2 separate regions of the Arabidopsis thaliana genome follow, and region 2 is linked to region 1. The links are chromatin contacts, called in public capture Hi-C maps. All regions are on one chromosome and are shown on one strand. The core of a region is the stretch at or near the end of the contact, and the rest is flanking DNA. Distances in the headings are between cores, read along the strand shown.

Evidence for each region. Capture Hi-C pulls out chosen DNA fragments and counts their contacts.
Region 2: a capture Hi-C map of shoot shows a contact between it and region 1, with 2.6 times the contacts expected there. The contact joins the promoter of JR1 here to the promoter of ABCG29 in region 1. A contact is called at or near these places in 3 of 26 Hi-C or Micro-C datasets (leaf, root and rosette leaf) and 1 of 3 other capture datasets (shoot).

What each region holds. Positions count from the first base shown.
Region 1 is chr3:5,538,079-5,540,686 of TAIR10.1, reverse strand. ABCG29 (pleiotropic drug resistance 1) reads right to left here and starts at 1,302. Exons shown (of 19, transcript NM_112505.4): 1 at 480-1,302; 2 at 138-347; 3 at 1-57. The coding sequence starts at 790.
Region 2 is chr3:5,597,944-5,600,551 of TAIR10.1, reverse strand. It overlaps JR1 (Mannose-binding lectin superfamily protein), which reads left to right and starts at 1,328. Exons shown (of 5, transcript NM_001202984.2): 1 at 1,328-1,359; 2 at 2,144-2,558. MPPalpha (mitochondrial processing peptidase alpha subunit) reads right to left here and starts at 842. Exons shown (of 13, transcript NM_112519.4): 1 at 608-842; 2 at 85-318; 3 at 1-2. The coding sequence starts at 646.

The sequences.
Region 1 (2,608 bases), core at 53-2,552:
AACGCTAATAAAAGAGTTGTTTTCCCTGATGATGGTGGACCTAATAAAAGTGTCATTCTGCCACCAAAACCATACATTATAATCAACATCGAAATGATGTAAAAAAAAAAACACATTTTAAGTTTCTAAGTAATAACCTTGAAGGTTTGATAATCCCGGAGACGTCTCTAAGAATAGTGACTTTAGTGGTTTTTGTAAAGTTAAAACCAAGCAAACGAAGACCTCTCTCTGCAATGTTTAAAGCAGCGTTGGGTAATGTGGGAAGAGCTCTTTTTCCTATGTGACAATTCGCCTCTATCGTTACTTTCTCGAATCTCACTTCCACTGTCGGTAGCTTTATCCGCACCCTGCCATAAATGTTACAAACATCACATAAAAAAAAAAAAAAAGAAAATTCCAAAAACAAGAAATTTATATCAGAATATATTCTGTCCCAAGAAGAAAAAAAAAAGTAGTACTAGAAAACTAGGATAAAAAACCTGTCGATTCGATTCCTAAACTTTTTCAAGAACTTCTCGTTATCTTCCTCGGTGACTTTGAAGATAGAATCGATGAACTTCTGGCGATCATCAACACCGAGCTTGGTAACGTCGACGAGATCTTCGTGAGGATGAATGATAGTGGTACGAAGACGAGCAAAGGTTGGAAGTTTCTCGAGAGCAGCCCATTTAAGAGCTTCCTCATCGTGATCATCTATCGTTGAACCGCTTCTCCTTGAGAAATGGTTATTACTATTACTCGCTAACAACTCTCCTAAGCTCTTACTTAGGCTTCTCGATAACGTCTCCATTTTTTTTTTTTTGGTGGATTTGGGAATTGGTAAAGAAGAGAAGGGTTTGTTTATTTATGCATTTTGATTTGGTAGCCGTTTAAAAAATTTCGGAAAATAAAAAGAAAGCGTGAGGAATATGCGGGCTGAGTGGGTAAGAGCTAGGACATGTGGACTAATTAACTAGGTTTTGTTATAGAAAATTGTATTACGAAATCTAATTGTGGAATTTCTTTTAATTTTACTATATATAAGGGATTTCCTTGAAGTTTAAACTATGCATACCCTTTTCTTTGAAATACTAGTAAACAATCAACGACAAAAACAACTTCTTTCAAACAGTAAATAATAGAACAACAATGGGTCTAGTAAATAATTTGTCTGGGCCTAAATAAATCATCACATTCGAAACAAGTCCTACCTACATACTTACTAACATTGTGGTCTAAAAAGAGTAGACAATTGGTCAAAGTTACAAACAAGTCTCTTCAACCCTAAAAATCGATACATGGAATTAACAATGACCCAAAGAGGCAAAGAGATATCGTCTCAAGAAATCTTTATATATATATACATATTTGCTCAATATATCTCACTAAAGTTTATTTTGCACAAAATAAAAAAGTTTTTTATTATATTTGGAGAAAGAGAAAGGTGAAACTACTGTATTCGGTGACCAAGATTGGTTCTGTTATGCCACTACATAAGATGGATTTGGTGACCAGCTTGGTTCTGTTATGGGCATGTAAATCTGATCCTCTAATTCAAGGAAAAACCTTTAAAACAGATAACCAACTAATAGTACTTATAACATAAAAGCCAAAAAAAATCATTTATTTTATGTCATGTATTTTGCACAGTTAACATTATACAAAAGCTGTTAAAACACTATAAACACTATAGATATTGACTATTGAGGATCAAAGCTAGAGATATAATATTAGTATACATATTACATCGACCATCATCTTTCATTATGAACACTAGTGGATTGCCTATCTTTTTTTTTTTTTTTCCCTTCAATTCATTCTTTTAATAAATGATACTTAATGATATTAGACTTTACATATTTTTTCACGATAGAATATCATTGATGGTATAACTTTATATTAGTTGGTATGATGGGATTTGCACTCACCAACTCATATCTGTGCAAACGTGTCTGGCGTTGAACAAATAAACCAAACTTGCAAGGCTCAAAGGTCAAAAGTGTTTGAAATTAATCTCCATGGCTTCGAGCTTTCACGGACCCAACACCAACATTAACAACTTTTCACTTTGATAAAACACGTCGATACTTGAAATCATAATGTCACAGATTCGTCATCTAAGCGTTCAAGTTTCGATATTCTTTTACTTCATTTTCCAACACTATGTAAAAGAATTACTATATAAGAAATAATGAGCTTTCGAAGAACTCAGCCAAGTTTTGGTTTGAGGCTTGAAGCAAATGGGTCGAAGAAATAAGATTGTGAAGCCCACAGATGATAAAGGCTTTGAGCATGACTAGCCGTTATATATAAACTATACAAGCTTATCCTTTATAAAACAAAGTGTTACATAAAAATATCTTAATTTTATATATACCGCAAAAAGGCTAAATAAATCGTGAATTCCACAATTCAGACCAAAAAAATTGAACATTTTCATGAACCAAAATAATTACCAAAATTGTATTGATTTTGCTAAAATATTAGTCCCATTGTTAGTCAACTACTCAACTTTCTTGGCTTAGTCAATGAGGGAGTAGCTTTTGTTATCTAAATTCGTCGGTGTTAACAAAAATTCTAAGTCACGATTCTGGAAGAAAAATTAAGTTTTTTTTTCTTCATGAAATCC
Region 2 (2,608 bases), core at 79-2,578, 60 kb before region 1:
TTCTGAACAAAATTTCACTCAAAATCACTTTCCAGTAGTTTTTAACAGGAAGTTGATGTTGGGATTACTAAAAGAAGCTCTCACCGGAGACATCTCAGTGGCTATAGTCAGACCATTTGGAAGAGTAGTGGTCTTAAGTTTGCTAGGCTCAACATGGTCAGAGAGTGGTGGTGGAAGAGAGACACCAGCCAAGGGAATGTTCATAGAAGGAAGTGAACTAGAGTAGCCTCCACTTAGCCAGCTGGAGGAAGAAGAGCTCGTTGCAACAGCACTAGAACTTGCATAACGAGAAGCTCGAAAATTGTGGTTTAGAATGCCCTATAAACACACACACACACACACACATCCTAAGCATCATTAATCTCTTGATTCAATTAACATTGTAAAAATAAGAACTTTCGAAACAGAGACATTTCATAAACCTGCAAAAAGCATGAATAATGGCACCAGCTACTATAAAGCGATAAAATTGAATCAAGATCTATAAGAATCTAAGAGACCCTTTAATCCAAATCCAAAAACAATGAATCATACAAATTGTTCAATACTAAGCATTCTCCTAAAAAAACCAGAATCTCAATGGAAACAAGTGAAGTAGGACATTGACCTTAAGGGCCTTGGCTCGAGAAGCTGCCGTACGGTACATGATGATGACTGCGAAACCCTAGCTTGGTCAGATGAGTACCGGTGAATGTGGCTGACGACGGGAGAGAGATAGAGGCCGAGTCAGAGCTGAAAAGAAACGAGAGAAGGGAACGATTTTTTTTCCTAATTAAGGTTATTGGATCGGGCAATTGCTTCTAATTACATTGATAGGCCCATATGATATAATAGTCTTGGCCCAAATTATAACATATAGAAAAGATGAATTTAAAGCCCATGTATTGTAGTGGTGTGATCCTATTATATTTTCTCTCAATTATATTTTTTTTCTTTTCTTTTTCACGTACCATTGTGTAAAAATTCAAGTAAGGTAACGACATTTACATGCAGTCACAAATGAAACAAGAATTTTTTTGAGGTGTGTGTAAAGTGAAACGAAAAAAGTACTAAGAAAGTTTATCTTCTCTAAGTTAATAGAATTATTTTGAAACGTAGTATCCACATATATAGAAGACTCGTGTGTGGTGCATATATATACTGCATAACTTCAATTGAACTGTATTATATAACTATGACTATCCATCCATGGGAAGATAAGAATGAGAGCCGAATGCTAAAAAGCAAGGGACCCGAATTAAACAAAAATGAATAAAGGAGAAAGGTTTGTGTGATTTTGTCAATTGTCGTCGTTTAGTGGATGTGTAAAAATACTAAATACTATAACAGGTGGTGTGGGTCTATCTTTTTTTTTTTTTGGTCTAATGTTAAATGTGGGTCTATCTTAATAATGCAGAAATAGTGCAATACGATTCATGAGTGGAAAAAATCATATTTGGGTACTCTCATATATAGTCTCATTAATCATTATCACCGAGTGGGGCGTACGATACACTTTTTCTTCTTTATCTGTTTTCATCTAATCATCATACTGTATGTCTATATTATCGTAGCATTCATCATCGAGTTATGAAACTTATGCCAAAAGAAAAGAAAAAAAAATCATTTGAGATTGGTTAAATTTCTATTTTAAGATTTAAACCAAAATGTTTAAAGTTCTATAAGCTCTAATTAAAGTCTCTGCAGTCCATTAAAATGGATAATTAGGATTTGCCGAACTTGAAAGGAGTAATGCACATTTTGATGCTCACGTGAACAACGAGTTGTAACGGTTTCGCTATAATTGGAGGCAGATGAGAAATGGTCGTGTGTGAGTTTTAATACCACGTGATTAACGGAGCCACAATCATATTCATGGGCCATTCTCATGAGCTATAATTTGAGGTGTAGCTGAGAGATGGTCAAATGCCACGAACTTTGAGTATTTCTTTCTTAACTTTGCATTTTTTTAGACGTAAGTTTTTTTTTTCATAGCCTACATTTCTTTGACAACTCATAACCTACATTTTGAGAATTTATAAATGTCAATTTATCATTTAACCTTCTCACGATAATGCAATTCCTATGGTAAATGTCAACTCATAACAGACTCTACGAAGAATCTACGACACTGTGAAAATCTCTAATCCAATATTCAAAAGAGAGTTAAAAAAAAAAAAAAAAAACAGAAGAGAACATCTTTACGATGCTGCTTTCACGATTTTAAAATTTTAGGTGATTTTTTTTGGAATTTTGGAATTCTCTTTACAAATTTTATGTTGTAAGGTAGATTCAATTTTAAAAAAAAAAAGATATTTAGATTAATACAAGTTCCTAAGTCCTAACTAATCAAAGCTTCCATCCCTCGTGAAGCACGAGTTGGTTGAATATAAAGTCTCTCAAAAAGAAAAGAAAAAGTGGTTAGTATTGGCAGAAAAAAAAAGTGGTTAGTATTGGATGAAAAGAGAATTTAATGTTCGTATTCAAAAATGTTTTATATATACTATATAGTATATATACAAAATCCCAAGATTAACTCATTCATATTCCATCTTCATCTCCATTTCTCACACTCAAAGGTGTTTCTTCCTTCCCTTTAATGTACTCCTTTTTTCTTTCTTTCACAAAA